2 separate regions of the Sus scrofa genome follow, and region 2 is linked to region 1. A link is a contact called in public Hi-C data. All regions are on one chromosome and are shown on one strand. The core of a region is the stretch at or near the end of the contact, and the rest is flanking DNA. Distances in the headings are between cores, read along the strand shown.

Region 1 (3,190 bases), core at 308-2,807:
TAGGAGGGGAGGACAAGGGTATAGCTGACAGCCAGCAGGTGCAAGGGAGCCTGTGCTGAACACTGTCACAACCATACTCCCACCTTGACGTTAAACAGGTTACAAGCCCTGCGACCCCCAGGTGATCCGAGACCGCGTGGCCCACATGGAGTTCTGTTATCAAGAGCTTTGCCAGTTGGCAGCAGAGCGCCGGGCCCGCCTGGAAGAGTCCCGGCGCCTCTGGAAGTTCTTCTGGGAGATGGCGGAGGAGGAAGGCTGGATCCGGGAGAAGGAGAAGATCCTGTCCTCTGACGACTACGGCAAGGACCTCACCAGTGTCATGCGCCTGCTCAGCAAGCACCGGGCATTCGAGGACGAGATGAGCGGCCGCAGCGGTCACTTCGAGCAGGCCATCAAAGAGGGCGAGGACATGATCGCTGAGGAGCACTTTGGGTCGGAGAAGATCCGGGAGCGGATCGCCTACATCCGCGAGCAGTGGGCCCACCTGGAGCAGCTCTCGGCCATCCGCAAGAAGCGCCTGGAGGAGGCCTCACTGCTGCACCAGTTCCAGGCGGATGCCGACGACATCGACGCCTGGATGCTGGACATCCTCAAGATCGTCTCCAGCAACGACGTGGGCCACGATGAGTACTCCACCCAGTCTCTGGTCAAGAAGCACAAGGATGTGGCCGAGGAGATCGCCAACTACCGGCCCACCATCGACTCGCTGCACGAGCAGGCCGGTGCCCTCCCCCAGGAGCACGCCGAGTCCCCCGATGTACGGGGCCGGCTCGCGGGCATCGAGGAGCGCTACAAGGAGGTGGCTGAACTGACGCGGCTGCGGAAGCAGGCGCTGCAGGACACCCTGGCCCTGTACAAGATGTTCAGCGAGGCTGATGCCTGCGAGCTCTGGATCGATGAGAAGGAGCAGTGGCTCAACAACATGCAGATCCCAGAGAAGCTGGAGGACCTGGAGGTCATCCAGCACAGGTGAGTGGGGCACTCCGGGGACGCCTGCCTGTTGAGGCTACCAGCAAGCCAGGAGGTGACCACCCTTGTTGAACTGCCTTTTCAGATTCGAGAGCTTAGAACCAGAGATGAACAACCAAGCTTCCCGAGTGGCGGTGGTGAATCAGATTGCACGGCAGCTGATGCACAGCGGCCACCCAAGCGAGAAGGAGATCAAGGCCCAGCAGGACAAGCTCAACACGAGGTGAGGCCGGAGCCCTGTGTGCCAGGTCACCTGCTGAGCCTCGAGGTCAGGGGATTTCCTGTACGGGGTCACTGGCATCGTGGCACTGATGTCATGGCGTTGGCATCTGCTTTTCTATATCCCCTGGTTTTACAAGAAGTGTCTCTGGAGGCAACATAGTTCTGGCAGTCCCTCCCCACGTGGGAAGCGAGGGCTTGGGTGAGACCTCTGCCCAGCGTGGTAGATCCATGGCGTCAGGGTGACATCTGTGTTGTTCGTCTTAAAAAGATTTCTGGAACAGCATTTTAGCATGTTTGAGACATAATTGGCCAATGAATCCTGATTATCAAGGTGGACCTTTGTCCCAGTCTTATCTTTCTGTCGAATAAACACATTGCAATAGGTCTTGGTGGCATGCTGGCCTCAGTTCGGAAGGTGACTAACAGCCTTTGGGTGTGGCGAATGGGAACATTCATTAGGTGCAGCTCAGAGACCAGTAAAACATGCACACAGTCTTGAATTAAATGGCTCTTTGTGGGACATGTGTGTTTCCACTGCCCACTTTGCAGCTTTTTGACAAGCCTCTTTTCTTGTCAGGGTTTTATTTTTCCAGACCATATGGTGTCCCCTGAGCTGTTTTGTTGATACTTGGTGTCCATATACTGAGAGAGGTGATTTTCCCAAAGGATGTAGTCAAAGCAGAGGTGGAGAGGGGAAATCCCAGCTTTGACTGTCACTGTCAATTTCATTGTCCAGCCGTGAGCTTCTGGCCTCTCTCACGCTGCTTTTTCCACCACCCCTGCACCCACAGGTGGAGTCAGTTCAGGGAGCTGGTGGACCGGAAGAAGGATGCACTCCTCTCCGCCCTGAGCATCCAGAACTACCACCTCGAGTGCAATGAAACCAAGTCCTGGATCCGGGAAAAGACCAAGGTCATCGAATCCACCCAGGACCTGGGCAATGACCTGGCTGGCGTCATGGCCTTGCAGCGCAAGCTGACCGGCATGGAGCGGGACCTGGTGGCCATCGAGGCGAAGCTGAGCGACCTGCAGAAGGAGGCTGAGAAGCTGGAGTCCGAGCACCCCGACCAGGCCCAGGCCATCCTGTCTCGGCTGGCCGAGATCAGCGACGTGTGGGAGGAGATGAAAACCACGCTGAGGAACCGCGAGGCCTCCCTGGGAGAGGCCAGCAAGCTGCAGCAGTTCCTGCGGGACCTGGACGACTTCCAGTCCTGGCTCTCCAGGACCCAGACGGCCATCGCCTCGGAGGACATGCCCAACACCCTGACCGAAGCCGAGAAGCTCCTCACACAGCATGAGAACATCAAAAACGAGATCGACAACTACGAGGAGGACTACCAGAAGATGAGGGACATGGGTGAGATGGTCACGCAGGGCCAGACCGACGCCCAGTACATGTTTCTGCGGCAGCGGCTGCAGGCCCTGGACACCGGGTGGAATGAGCTCCACAAGATGTGGGAGAACAGACAGAACCTCCTTTCCCAGTCCCACGCCCACCAGCAGTTCCTGCGGGACACCAAGCAGGCTGAAGCCTTTCTCAACAACCAGGTAACTCCCTCTCTGCCTGACCTGCCTTCCCATAGCCCCGGCTGTCTTTGGAAGCATTCCCACCTGGGCTGCTGGTTTAAACCTGGCCTCTGTGAAATTAGAAAAATAAGAGGCATTTGTTATTTCATGACTTCTAAAGCACTGAAACCCATCACAATGTAGGAGATAGAGTCGAAGTTTTCCAAAGGGGCAGTCTTGCCTTGCAAAGTACCGTTCTCCTCCAGCCTGGACGAGGACCTCTTGTGTTCACAGAGTGTCCTTTTGGTAGCTTATTAGATTTTTAGGCAACATTCTGTGGGATATTAATCCAATCTAATTAATCTAAAAGGTACAGTGGGGATTTCTTTTTTCTTTTTTCTGAATGGTTCTGTCTTCCTTGTTCTAAGAGTCAGGGACTTCCCCCAGTGACACAAGGCAGGGATTAAAGAAAAAGAGCTGAGGGTGGTCACCA
Region 2 (3,190 bases), core at 236-2,735, 120 kb before region 1:
TACAGATAATTCTTAATCATTTAGGGGTTTATTTTAGTTTCATTTGTTTGATTTTTACAATTTATAGCTTTAACTTGAACAAATTTATGATGGAATAAACTGGTAACTTTTTCTTCTTGATGGAGCTGCTTTGGTAGGGATAGTGCTTATAATAATACCTTTGGAAGATTAGAAATTTTTAAGTATGAGGTTTATTCATTAAATGTTTATCTATTCTCTGCTTTGTGCTAGGCATTATATCTAGATCCCTATGTATCGTTGAATAAAAATGCCTAACAGTTCATGGCAATTGTGGTATATAAGGTGCTGTAGCCACTTTTGGTACATACCGCACAGAAACAGTTCCCATACAAATGTATAACAGGAGGCAGGGGTCTGGGGGCTTCGGAAGAGCCTTCCTAGAGAAAGTCATGTTCAGGCTGACCTGGTTCTTGTTTGTGTTTTCCCTATCGTTAAAAATCACAAATTATTGAGAGAGAGTAGCTCCATTGCTAATGAGATTCAAAAGCCTTCCTAATCACTGGATACTTTGGGGGTGGGAATTAAGCATTTAACAGTACCAAAGACAGCTTTAGAGTTCACTCAGACCCCACTAAAAATCCAGCCCCCTGTTTTTCTCTCTGCGCAGGGTCATAGAATGCTAACATAATTTGATTCCCTTCCATTCTCTGAATTGCCCTACTATCTTATTCATTCTTAACTTTCTTGCTGAGTTTGACAAAAGAAACAACTAACGTCTTTGAAAGTATATGGGGGAAAAACAAAGTGCGTATTAGGTTGTAGATATTTTGGGATGTAGAAAATGGGTTTATTAATAACGTATTTCAAGGAGATGGAAGTACAGGCTTGGTTTTGGTGAGGCCAGGAGTTCAAAAATAGTTTCCAAAATCCCATTACCAGGGAGCTTTTAAAGAAAGAAATTCAGAGTGGTCTGGATGTTCTAGGTCATGTTCTTTTAAGCCGGTAGCCCCCTGTTGGGATAAGGAAGGATGCTGGTTTCCTTTGCCTTTTCTCTCCCTGTTTTTTTTTTTCCCCAATTTCAGAAAATTATTTATTGAAGCATAGTTAATTTGCAATATTTTGTTAGTTTCAGGTGTATAGCATAGCGATTCAGTATTTTTGCAGATTATACACCATTGAAGGTTATTATAAGATAATGGCTGTTATTCCATGTGCTGTACAGTATACCCTTGTTGCTCCTTTGCTCTTGAACCTGCTTGAGGACTTCACCAGCAAAGACCTTCTTTTCATTTGGAAGTACTTTGAGCAGTAGGGTAGGAGCCAAGCACATCTGAGTAGCAGGCCCATGCCCCTGTAGCTTTGGACAGGCTGTGCTTGATGCTGGGCCTTTCTGTGAAGTTTGGAGCGTGTGTCTGTTGGCTTGGTTGGATTATGGCCTGGCCCTGTGTTAGGTGTGCATGCTCCTGTCCGGTCAGCGCCTCTGTGGTTCATTTTAACCACTGTGGTTCATTTTTCTTATCTATCACTGTTTAAATATTATGGAAAGCCAGAGCGAATCTCCACACTCTCACTAACCTTTGTCACCAAGCTTGATACCGTGCACCTTTGGAATCAAGTTTTTAAACAGTAATGTGCAGAATTCTGATGGATTCCAGTCTCTATTGATTGTTAAAAATGTTGTTTTTAAAAAAAATTTTTTTTCATATTGATAGGTTTAAGCAGATTTTAGTAATAAAGGTTTGGTCATATTAAAGTGGTAATTATTTGAATATTTTGGGGGGGATTTATGTCAGTTCTCCTTTTCAAGTATCATCGGCCACTCTTCACTCACTTTGTTTATTTGAAAGGTTACAGATTTCTAAATAGTTTGGGAAACATTTACCAACCATGCAGTGGGGAAGGGCTTGCTGCTGAAGCGTAAATCCAAACAATCAGCGTTGTTGGAACTGCTTTTTGAGACAACTTAATTAATAATATTTAAACCTTTGGAAATTTGAGTATTTTAGACAAGCCTAGGATTTAAGTCATTTTGCAAAGGAGAATGAGTCTCAAAATATTATGTATTAACATAAGTGTTTATTTATACCAAATAAGATTATGAAATTTGTGATTATTCCATTCCTATCCAAATAGGAGCTTTCATGGTTTATTGGTTGAAAATAAATTTCTGATAAAGATTCATCCTTTGCTGAGTGAGTCTGGGTGAGGAAACTGTTGCCCCTTATGTAACAGTTACAGTTGATCTTGATCCAGGATGCATATTATTTAGGCAGAAAGAAGCATTGTGCTTTAGCTTTAGAATGCTCTGGGTGACACTGCCCCCGCTGCCTGCCATTTTATTTTCCAATTGTTTCTGAGCCTCTGCTGTGGTTTTCATGCTGGTGCTGGAGGATAAAAGATGAGCAGAACGGAGAGGGCCCTGGCCCTCACAGAGCTTCCTGTGTGTGCTTTGTCCATGTGTAGCGTTGCTTTTCCTTGTGGTTTTACATGTTTCTTTCATTCGATCATTCCAGGAAATTGAGATATGCATTTTCACTGGATAGATTTGCAGAGCATTTTGGCACTGGGCTGTTCTAGGAGCAAAAGTCAGCTTCCAGATAGCACGTTATTGCTCCTCTGTTGTTTGGGCACTCGTGCCTTACGCAGTTTCACAAAAATTAAGGCGTGAAATGCCAAACTCACTGAAGTTTAGGATGGGCATTTAGGCAGTGGTGCCTTTAGACCTACATCCTAATGTAATTTAAAACTATTTGGAAATAAAGGTAAGACCAAAGTGGCTATTTATAGTGGCTTGGAAACCCTGTGTTAGCCCTAAGACTGTGATGTTCAATCTGCCTTGAGTTAATGATTTCAATTTTAATTGCTTTTCTCTGTACGTAGAACAAAAGCAAGGAAGGCCTTTAACTGTCACGTATACAAGGAAGCCTTGTGTTTAATAGGAATTATTTTTCAATGTTTTTAGTTTTGGAAAAGCAAAGCTTACTCTCTAGATCTATTTTTGAAATGAAGCTAGTTTTAAAAAAACATTTAGGGCTTGCAAATTTGTATTTAGAGTCTAGATAGTATCATGTAGACAGAGAAGAGAAATAAGGTACTTTGTTTAAAATTCTAATGTGTAAATAGTACATGAGTATAAATTTCTCTGCACTATTTTAAGGATTTTCCTTTCGTTTAAGGTACCGAAATAAGAAATCTGTTTAAAATTTCACTGTTCTTTATGCAGTTCACT

What was found. A called contact is a pair of places that touch in the nucleus more often than the background predicts.
Region 2: a Hi-C map of liver shows a contact between it and region 1, with 3 times the contacts expected there. The contact joins two enhancer-like sites. A contact is called at or near these places in 1 of 5 promoter capture datasets (liver), 12 of 47 Hi-C or Micro-C datasets (blood, embryonic fibroblasts, fetal heart ventricle and 3 more) and 1 of 2 datasets of contacts at active chromatin or transcription factors (skeletal muscle).

What each region holds. Positions count from the first base shown.
Region 1 is chr3:86,622,393-86,625,582 of Sscrofa11.1, reverse strand. SPTBN1 (spectrin beta chain, non-erythrocytic 1) reads left to right here. Exons shown (of 36, transcript XM_021088218.1): 14 at 99-969; 15 at 1,055-1,192; 16 at 1,983-2,739. Among named protein-coding and RNA genes, the nearest start is that of EML6, 87 kb to the right of the region's middle. Within about 2 kb of position 1,557, at least 4 of the 83 cell types and tissues checked have an H3K27ac peak or open chromatin away from gene starts, as enhancers often do. A contact at or near this core is called in liver, where this site is marked.
Region 2 is chr3:86,737,721-86,740,910 of Sscrofa11.1, reverse strand. All of the region lies in intron 1 of SPTBN1 (spectrin beta chain, non-erythrocytic 1), which reads left to right. Among named protein-coding and RNA genes, the nearest start is that of SPTBN1, 45 kb to the left of the region's middle. Within about 2 kb of position 1,485, at least 9 of the 83 cell types and tissues checked have an H3K27ac peak or open chromatin away from gene starts, as enhancers often do. A contact at or near this core is called in liver, where this site is marked.